Linked DNA regions of Gossypium arboreum: region 1 is linked to region 2. A link is a contact called in public Hi-C data. All regions are on one chromosome and are shown on one strand. Each heading gives the region's core, a stretch centred on a gene start, on an enhancer-like site or on the middle of the called end of the contact. The rest is flanking DNA. Distances are from core to core; before and after follow the strand shown.

Evidence for each region. Hi-C and Micro-C count contacts between places; a contact is called where the count stands out from the background.
Region 1: a Hi-C map of leaf shows a contact between it and region 2, with 2.0 times the contacts expected there. The contact joins the enhancer-like site here to the promoter of LOC108480235 in region 2. A contact is called at or near these places in 2 of 5 Hi-C or Micro-C datasets (both in leaf).

What each region holds. Positions count from the first base shown.
Region 1 is chr1:17,081,364-17,087,109 of ASM2569848v2, forward strand. No RefSeq gene overlaps it. Among protein-coding and RNA genes, the nearest start is that of LOC128281620, 21 kb to the left of the region's middle. Within about 2 kb of position 4,103, at least 1 of the 2 cell types and tissues checked has an H3K27ac peak or open chromatin away from gene starts, as enhancers often do. A contact at or near this core is called in leaf, where this site is marked.
Region 2 is chr1:16,991,180-16,996,995 of ASM2569848v2, forward strand. LOC108480235 reads left to right here and starts at 1,602. Exons shown (of 2, transcript XM_017783147.2): 1 at 1,602-2,368; 2 at 4,460-5,252. The coding sequence starts at 1,749. The coding sequence ends at 4,904.

The DNA.
Region 1 (5,746 bases), core at 2,853-5,352, 93 kb after region 2:
ATATACACACAATAGAAACATCAAATTTCATTTATCGAACAACATACATATCATTCATCAAAGCCTATGAAATCATTGACCTCGAATACGCAATCTAAAACATGGTCCTAACTAAACTTACTCAAAATGGGTCCATACACCCTACCGGCATAGCCCGTGTGGCCTACACGGTATAGCACACGTCCGTGTAACTCACATGGCTAGACACAAGGCAACGTGGCATCGACAATTTTGATTTTTCACTGTTTTACTATTTGAGTTAATGCCACACACTTGATTACTTTTAGAATATCGACAGAACAACAACACACCAAAGTTTGCACATACGACATCCACAACTAATTAATTAACATATGTTCATACAAAACAATCAGCCTAGGCATTCGACTACTCACCCTTAAAGGCAGAAGTTCTCAATGTAACTAATTTGTTAAAGGGTAATGTTCCTCTCGATCCATACCTAAACAAAAGCATAAACTAATTCCTCTCACACTAATTGATCAACCCAAAAACCTACCACATATGCCCAAAATGAAACACTCACCCTTAAAGATGTATAAAAATTACTTACAATAAAATGTAACCATAAAGATAAAATACTTCTGAGCACACATAGCTAGTACCAAAAACCCAAAGATCAGCGGCAACTCAAGGGAGTTCAAGGTTGAAACAACGGCAAAAATAACAGGAGCTAACGAGAAAAAGAAAAAAAAAAGGGGGGGAAGAAAATAAGAGTTGCAATTGCAAAATATAGAAATTGAAAGGAGAAAAAGAAGTCAAAAGAAAATACGACAAAGAGGTTACAATAACCAAAGAAAGCCAAGCATGAAAAAAGAATAAGAAAAGAAACAAACAGAAAAAAAAAAAAAGCAAGACAGAGAATGTGTGGAAAGAGGGAATGATACAAGAGAAAAACTAGGAGATAATCTCTCCACACTTTAAAAAAAAAACTAATGAACCCTCACTAAATCAAATCAAGTTGCTGCAATTTGAATTTGACCCAAATTTTGATCATGGTGGCATAGAAAAGAGAAGCAAAAATAATTCTTCTTTTACATACAACAAGATTTGAACTTAAGACATATGGGTAAATTAAAGCCTTACCACTGAACTAGCAAGCTCATTGTTGTCAGCCAATTTACAAAATCAAAGATAACTCTTATGAACCAAATCAGGTATAGAAACAAAATTAATAAAGAAATTCCTAAGGAAATGGAATCAAACTCAGGTTCTCAAGCACACCTCTAGACACTTAACCATTGAACTAGATCAAATTACTTGAGATAATTTAGCAATTCAAAACTAAAAAAATTGAGGCGTTACACGAGGCCCAGCCACACGGCCATGTAACCCTTCCATACGGCCTATAGCCTTCTACACGGCCGTATGGGCCCTATTTTACAAATTTTTGAGTTTTTCCCAGAAATTAATGTTATGTTTAGTTTAGTCCCTAATTGATCCTTGGATTGTTCCTAGAATTTTTCATGCATTTAATTGATCCTTGAATTAGTTTTTATACGAAAATCTACGATTTATATTCCTGAATTGTTATTTTATAATGTTTTTATTGATATTAATTTGTTGAATTATTACGGTGATATGAGTAAACATGTAATATTAATCATGCCTATTGTTAAACTATTATTGATAAATTGTGAGTGCTAATATTGTTATCGCTCCACTAAATACATGATAAACATGTTATTGCTAGTATTGAACGAAGTAAGTGTTAAACATGCCTACAGATTTTTGCATTATTATGTTATAAAGTATGTCATATTGCATTGCATGGTACAGGATGATTTGTACGGAGGAAGAGTGACAGTTTAGCAATCTACAAACCAGCGATGGCTTGTCCACAAACCTAGTGGCTGTTTGTATAATCTACAAATATGTCGTGCACCCACAACAAGTGGCAATAATTGCAAATATATGGTTCGATCTCGAACGAAATGGTAACTTGTCCGTAAATATTTATATCTAAAAATATTAGTGGTCTACCCACAATTTTTACAAATCCCGTGGCAGCTTTTATTTACAATTACATTTTGTATCCACAAAAAGTGGCAGCTTATCTGCAAATCAATGGTAGTTCATCCACAACCCAGAGTGATATGGTAGATGAGTTCTTGTGACTGAACTCATACTGAGCTTCAAGTTCACTCCCCTTTAATTTATATCTTTACAAATAGTTCACTAGGTTAGGAAGTGAAATTGGCGAATTGGAAGGCTCGGCTCAAATTGTTTTTATATAAAAGTATTTTAGATTATTGTTTAAAATTTTAGTTATTCTGAGACTATATCATTTTATTTTTACAACCATAACATGGGACTTAGGTTTTGGGATTGTTCAATATGCATGACATTTTAATTTGATTTATGCTATTGAAATATGAATTACTAATTATTCATGCATTAAAATCTAGTTTTCATTAAACTTACGGTAAATATCACTTATTTTGTTGTATAGTTATGAAAATGAGATTTGGAAAACATATAATAAATTGAAAATCACCTTTTGCAAAAATATCATTAAAACAACTAGTTTTAGAAATATATTGTACCTTTTAAAAATAATAATAATAAAGTTTTCTTCTAAAGTAAAACAAATATTTTAAATTGATTGTTCTATAAACTCCGATCACTACTAGACCGTTTTAGTCGTCAATTTAATCTTTCAAATTTAGGCTTAGCGTCTACGCTAGGCTAGGAAGATTACAGAGAACCAATAATTTTAATTATTATTTGAATTTTTAATATTATTAAAGAATTATTGATCCAAAAAACAATCTTTTAATATGGTTTTGAAAATTTCTATTTATTATATTTTAATTGTTAAATAAGTAAATATATTTATAATTATATATAAAATCCAAAAATGAATTAAAATTTAATTACAAAATTAAAATACATTACTTAAAAACTAGTTAAAATTAAATACGTAAAATCACATGAAATGCATGTGCTATTAGAAACTAATAATACATAAAAGTACGAGTTTGGAGAAACTTTTGGACCAATGAAAATACTCTTTATCATTCATTAGATTACTAAACTGACATTATATAAAACTATTTTTATTTTTTAATAATAGAATTTTATTCAACTATATAATTAAGTTGAAGTCTACGTATTAAGAATAAGTATATTAATTAATTATTAATAATAGATAAAATCGTATCAATAATAATTTTATTGGTTTGAACTACAGAGTGAGCATATTAATTAATTATTAATGTATATTATTTTAAATTAATTATTATTTAATTAGTGTTACAATTATATACTGAACAAAAATTTAGACCTACTATTATAAATAACATTTGAAATTTAAACATTTTCAAATAAATAGCATTCTAATAATATCACCAAAAAATAGAAATTATTAGCATTGGTACATTTAAAATGTCTAAAAATGGAGTATTAAAATAATAATTTTCAAAGAGAAAATTTCAGTCATACTCAAATGACAATGCCACATAGGTGAAAATTTATTTTAATCAATGATAAGGTAAAATTGTGATATTATTTCATCACATATTTATTTAGTTGACTATAAATATTATACTAAATTTATTTTAAACTTACTATTATTGACTTTTCTCTATCATTCTATTGTCTAATGTGAAAATTTCACTTTATAATTGTACATTCTTATCATTTTGTAATTACTTTATGCTATTTTTGTAATTACTATTATAATTATAATTTTATAATAATTTGCAAGTCCAAAATAATTATATGTATTTTACTTTTATATTAAAACCAAATTAAATTTTTAATCAGATCTTTTTTTGACACAAAACTTAGAATTACTCATAGTCCCTCTCCAACTAATAATTAAGAGGACAATACGCTTCGGTACATTCGAACCCACGTCCTCCTATATTGACAATAATGCTTATGACAATCGAATTAAAATTCAATCAGTAATTTTTATAGTATTTTAAATTATTAGAATTTATATAAGTAATATCTCATTATAAAATATTTTAATTATTTTATGGTAGATGAAAAAATAATTAATAATGTAGTATTAGAAAAAAGCCAAAATTTGATTACTTTGTAATTTTATGTAGCTCAATATCCTTTTCAATCTTTTTAGCATCTTTTGCCTTTATTTTATGAAAAAAACATAATGAAGTGGGGTGAGGTGTTACGGTCTCCGTACGGAATTGTACCTTTGCTAATTTCCAAGAGAAAAGGGACAAGTTTCATTAAAGCGCACCTAAATATAGCTTTCCAGTTTTATCCTTTTAAATATATATATATATATATAATAACAATATTTTTAATATAAACGAAATAATGATTTTTATTGGTTACTAAATTTAATGTAGTATTTTTATTATAAATATATTTTTTTGGTGAAAATTTGTATTATAAATATTGAATATGAACAAATATCACAAACGATCATTTTGAATTGTCTTTATAAAGAAAAGGGTTATATTTGGGTGGAGTGCACGCCTGCCAACTCACAACAGCAATTTCCAACCAATAGGACAATTGCCACATGGGATGTGGTCACATCCACATGCAAAATGATTATATTAATTCATAAATTACCCTTTTTTTATTTTTTTGACATATTATGAATTACCTACATACTTTAGTAATATTACTATAATTGATTAACTTCTTTTATTGATGGACCGACCATGACAAATTGACAAATTAATCTGGACCCACCTTTTGAAACCAATAATGAAACTATGAAACAATTTTGTCATAGTAGGTTTTTTTCTTTTTTCTTTTAACATTACAAGAGATAATTAGATGAGATTTGTAGGATTTTTTATATTAATTTTAATTAGATTATAGTGTTAATATTTCTCATCAATTTTACATAATTTTAATAGTCTTTAAAGTTTACACATTCTATTTATATATTTGAAGTTAAAGATTTTCTTTTTAGAAAGCTATTTTTTATATAAAATTTTGTATATTTTTTCTAGATAATTTTTAGAGTCATGACTAATTTGATAAAATATGTAAATATTCATTATATCTATCAAAATTATCTATCAAGATAATGTATTTCAACACACTCAAATCAAGTCTTCCTACATTGATAATAATATTTTTACCAATCGAGTTAAGACTCAATCGGCATGATAAAAATAACTTTTAAAATTAATATTCGAGTATTGCTTAAAATCTAAATATATGACAATATTTGAATGAAAAATATTTGATATATTTTGTTGTCATTTGAAATATAACGTATAGTAAGTATATGTTAAAATTTTAATATATATTATTTTAAAAATATTGGAATATTATATTTATTAATTTGTATAATGCTAAATTTAGTTCTCATCTTTTATATTTTTTGTCAATTTGGCCCTTATCTTTTAAGCTAAATTTGATCCTCAGCTTTTTAAAAAAAGTCAATCGTTCGTCTTTCAAAAAGAGTTAAATTGTTATTTTTAAAATTGAAATACTAACTAAAATATTAAATTTTTAAACATGGCAACTTGAATGACAATCCACATGTACTTCATGCTCTTCTTTTTTTGAATTTTTATGAATTTTTATGAATTTTTTGAATTTTAATTTTTTAAATTAATTATTGACATAATATATAAGACAAATAGTACCATGTCAATATGAAAGCAAACATAGATTACCATGCGAATTGTCACACCAACATCGTTAAAAAATTAATATTTTAGAATAATGACCAAATTGACAAAAGATGTAAAAGTTAAAGGTTAAATTTGATATTATGCCTTATTAATTT
Region 2 (5,816 bases), core at 352-2,851:
TTTTATCTCATGGTAACCATTACATCTTCCTCAACAAAAACTCAATTATTAACAAATAATAATTAAACCATTTATCTCTAAGTCAAATGACTCGTGGCCACATTATTTTTCATTCGCCATGTAATGTCAATGAGAGGATATCATTTACACTTTATCGAGCCATGAATTCCATTGTTGTGGAATAAAGCTACATCATGTAGAAATCTTGTACCCAACGTACCAACTTTTGGTTCATTATCTATTTGAACTCAATTTTTTATTTACATCAAAGTATACGAGTCACACATACATAGTCTATCACCCACTTAGGATTAAGGTATATCACACTATGAACGTTATAAGCGAATAAATTCGTAAATGGATCTAGGATCTATTCTACTTGAGTCATGTATAATGTACTTTATTATAGTCAGTCATATCTATGTCTCTATTTTTCAAGAGAAATCTGCTTCTATACCTAAGTTAAGATATCTTCCAATTGGACTTGATAGACAACATATTAGTCTTTTATTCGATTTGCTCAATTTTGATTAGACTAAGAATGTATTTAGATATATAATGTACTTTATTCCAGTCAGTCATATATATGTCTCTATTTTTCAAGAGACATCTGCTTCGATACCTAAGATAAGATATCTCCCAATTGGACTTGACAGGCAACATATTAATCTTTCAATTGATTTGTTCAATTTTGATTAGACTAAGAATATATTTAGATTATCTATTAATATAAATTGTATTTCTGTATTACGATCTGATCACGTAATTCCATTTAATATTAGTTAAACGTGAGATAATCAATGAGTAAAATAAAGTATTATAATAAAAATTGATTTCGATTACTAAAGGTTAATGGTTTGTCATAAAATATACTTCATTCCCATGAGTAAGGATCAAACCTTGAAACTCCAAGCTTGTGATTATGGGATGAAGTAAACAACCACCACACCACACCTCATCGTTATGTATAAAATTGGTGATTTTGATTCAAACTCTAAAAAAATCAATAAAGTTAACCTCCAACGTTTACAAAATGTCAAATTATAATTTTTAAAAATGGTTGGTCATAAAATATACTTCATTCTCATGAGTAAGGATCAAACCTTAAACCTCTAATCTTGTAATTATAAGATGAAATAAACAACCACCGCACTACACCTCATTATTTTGTATAAAATTTGTGATTTTAATTCAAACTCCAAAAAATTCAATAAAGTTAACCTCCAACATTTACAAAATGTCAAGTTATATATATTTTAAAAATTTATAAAATTTAAGATTTTAATATTTTTGAGCAATTTTTAATTATATGTGTTTTTAGACACAATGTCTAAATTACTTATAGCTCCTCCCACCCCATAAATAAAAAGATAATATATTTCTATATACTTAAATTTACATATTCCTATCTTAGGAATAATATAAATACCAATCAAATTATTAATATTTAAAAAAAAATCGAATCCGTTTAAACTTTTGCATCTAAATATATCAATTGTTTGCCATATCTTAGAAACGTAGTTAGCAGCACGTTATTCGTATAGGCCCCACACCTTTTTGAAGATATCATCTTGTATTATTATATATTACGAAAAGATTCAATTTTTTCTTTTTATTTTTTAACCGTCAGATCTTCTTTTCCCTTCACAGCCTTCCCTTCCATAATTCAGTTTCACATTCTCCGTTTCTTCCTCAATATTTTCTTTGTAGCCAAACAAACAGAAGAAAGAAAAAAAAAACACAGAATCATGGGCGTCGATTATTACAATATTCTGAAAGTGAATCGCCACGCCAACGAAGAGGATCTCAAAAAGGCTTACAAGAGGCTGGCCATGATTTGGCACCCCGACAAGAACCCTTCCTACAAAAGACCCGAAGCCGAAGCCAAATTCAAGCTTCTCTCCGAAGCTTACGATGTTCTATCAGATCCGATGAAACGACAGATCTACGATCTTTACGGCGAGGAGGCTCTCAAATCCGGACAATTCCCGCCTCCTAACCAATCTCACGCTTCCACGTCGGCGTCTTATCCCCGCGGAGCTGGCCATTACTATAACAATAGTAATAATAATCAGAGGCAGCAGCAACCTAATACGGATTCTTTCAGGTTTAAGCCGAGGGATGCAGATGATATATACGAGGAGCTGTTTGGGGCGGAGGCCAATGGTGGAAGAGGAAATAGAGGGTTTAGAGAAGGGCATTTTAGGAATAGTAATGGTTACGGGACTAGTAGCACTACTAGTAATGGAGAATTGAGGAAAGCCGCTGCCGTGGAAAATGTGTTGCATTGTAGCTTGGAAGAGCTTTATAAAGGTGCCAAGAAGAAAATGAGGATTGCGAGGAATGTTTTTGACCCTTCTGTCTCAGGGTAAGCTAAGCTTCTTTTTTTTTTCTTTTTTTCTTTTTAATTTATAAGTCTTTTAACTTTAATGATGGATAAATTGATATTTGTCTTTTGATATTATTATTTTTTATTGGGATTTATGCCATTGAAAAGACGAGAACTTTGTTTGTTTGATAGTGAAATGTTTGTTGGAGTACAAAGAACCCTTTTGTTGCTTGATGGCAGGCAATGCTATATTTTTAATTGCTTCTTATAAAGATGCAAATGATATATTTTTACTAGAGTTGACTGTTGAGTTTGAGCTACATTCTATTTGGCATCCAATGCTAGTGGTGAGATAATTAAGATACTTTTCCTCCAACTAGTAGTTCGCAATTTGAATAGGATGGATTGTTCTACATGATTGTTTTTTCTTTGGATTAAATTTCTTGTTCTTTTTGGTTTTACCTATGGTCAGAAAGTATTTCGAGTTGTTTGCTATGAATACCGGTCAACTGAAGCACTTTCACTTTTACTTAAATGGTTGACTCGAGGAAGGAAAGGTCATCTTCTGTTTTCTTGATGATCATAAGAAGTACCAAACCATAATTTTGTGGAATGTGAGATTAGCAATAGGCAAGCAGAGACTGTTGACTCTGTTAGCATTCCCTAGTCAGGTTTTTCAGGTTGGTTAGAGATCATATGTTCAAACATTGCTACCCTCCTACCGTACAGAATAAGTGAATTCCTGTTAAGGGTGATCAACTATTTGAACATCACAGCTTTGAAGATGCTTTGTGAGGGAATCTAGTGATTTTGAGTCACCTAAATCTCCTCAATAATCTCACTTAAAATTTCTGTAAGGTACTTATCTCTTCTAGACTGTAAGACGCATTAGTAAGGACATTTTGTTCTCTGAAGTAAAGATTCTGGGAGTTGGATAATTCTGTTTCATTTTTTGGCAGGAGAATATTCTGGGATAAGAATTGGTTTATACACCCTGTATCATTCCATCTTTAAAGGCATCACCCCCAGTGGGGAATTCTGTTTATGGATCTTGCTAACATGTCATATTGTTCTTCTGGGTTGGCATAAATAATGGTTTCTGTCTTGGATTTTGTAGTTGGTTTGAGGTAGGATCCTTTTATTTGTTTTGGATGTATGGTTAAGTTTTAAAACAAGATTACCCAAGTCAAAGATGACTGTGTTTACTCCTGAAGTAATCTTTCCAAATGTAAGGACTAAATGTTACTGCAAATCTAATTTTCTAAAGTGCCAAATGATGCTAAGATACTCCTCGCTCTTATGAGTTATGAACCAAGTATGAGTAACTCCTCCACCTCCAGGTCTTTTCCTTCTCAGAAGCTCCACAAAAAATGTGATTATCTACTTACATTGAGACAATATCTGGTCATGTTGCCGACAGGCTACTGTCTCTTGTGTATTCCCTTCTGAAATCTTGGGCTTTGAGCAAGAAAACATTTTCCCAACTTGGACATTAAACTCCATTCCAGTGAGTTGTAATTTGGTCATTTTAACTAACGCCCTTCCACATATCGTAGAGGTTGATTAGGATCAGTATTATTGTAGATTCGATGCTTCCGTATAGCACATGACAACTTAAGCTGTAACAGTTGAGAAAAAAAAAATGGAAAAGAGAATATAAAGCCCAAAAATGTTGCATTAGATCAACATTATAATTAAGATGAGTAAGAGCTTTGTCTTTAGTTTTACTTTTCCTCTTTAGGTGGATGCATGGTTTATGCCTATGAGAAATGTCTAGTACCTATCTTTCCTTTTTCACTACGGACCTAAGTGATATTCATATCCTTGATATTCCTTTGTGGCCTACCACACCAACATTTGCAGGGAAACAGTAGCTCCTCTTTTAGTGTATGCCATTAGAACATGTCTGTTATTTGTGGCTATCTATGTGATTTTAAAAATCATCTAGAGAAGTAGAACAGAATAACAATCATGAACTTTTTGTAGCATTCTCATGTTTGATAGATGATGCTAAGTCTGGCATTGCATTAGTTGGTTTCTATTCAATTTTGTTAATGGTCTTTGTGGTGTTATTTTCATGATTCCTTCTCTCTGTTACTTTGACCTGACAGCTAGGCTACTTTCGTGCAGTAAGTTTAGGACTCTGGAGGAGATATTGACCATTGAAATAAAACCTGGTTGGAAGAGGGGCACAAAGATCACATTCCCTGAGAAGGGTAATGAGGAGCCCGGTGTAATTCCTGCTGATGTGATTTTTGTGATAGAGGAGAAGCCACATGCTACTTATAAGAGGGATGGTAACGATTTGGTCGTCAATCAAGAGATTACTCTGCTAGAGGCCCTCACAGGTAGGACTCTTGACCTGACTACCTTGGATGGGAGGAGTCTCATGATACCACTAACTGAGATCGTCAATCCTGGTGCCGAGATTGTGGTTCCAAATGAAGGAATGCCTATCTCGAAAGAAGCTGGGAGGAAGGGTAATTTGAGGATCAAGTTAGATGTCAAGTACCCATCAAGGCTAACCACAGAACAGAAATCTGAGCTAAGGAGAGTTTTGGCCAGTGTTTCGTAACATTTTAAATATTAGTAGGTCTTGGACTTTTGGTTGCATGTAAATAGTGTGTTTACAGTCGTAGGATTGAAGATTTGGAAGTTTTTGGGTTTCCCATTTTTCTTCCTTTTGGTTTGGAGTGGCTGAGAATTGGCTATCCATTTCAATCAACCATTTGGAGATCAAGTGGGAATAGGTTTCATTCTAACTGGAAGGATAGGGTTCATTTGGGGCTAAATAGGTAATTAGACCGGAGCTTTATCTATAATTTATATATTTTTTGTGTGTGGGTTTTTCGCTCACAAACTAAATGGAATATATAGAAATGTGATATGCCTTTGGATTTTTGGCTTTGCTTAAAGGAAACAATTGATTGGTGATTCTCTTGATTTTTGTTCTTTGGGAATTATGTTATGATCCTTTTGAATCATAAAATATCGTTTGGAAATGTAATCTTGTCTTGCCTTGATTAGATTCATCAAAATATTGTTGCTTGTCAATAGCTGCTAGTGTTAGCCCTAGAAATGCATGCATGAACATGAAAATTGAAGTCATAAGCAATGTAACTTATTGGAGATGTGCAATCTTAACGTCTGATAATGCGCATGGGTAAAGATTGGTTGCATATTGTCTGGTATATGATGCATCTATTAGGTCACTTAGCTCCAAATAAAAGTATCATAGAGGTCCATGTAGTAAGAATTGAGTTGCATTTTGCCTCATCTATTAAAAAAATAGATAAATTAGTCCATATATATTAGATCAAATAATAAATTAGTTTATCTAATAAAAATTATATCTATTTTTATTATTAAAAATTAGTCTGTGTACGTCAGTATGAGATATACATGGCATGTCACATTATCTGGCTATTCCATTAGTCATACCAATAATTTTTAATCGTATAAATAGATGGAATATTTAACATAAAAG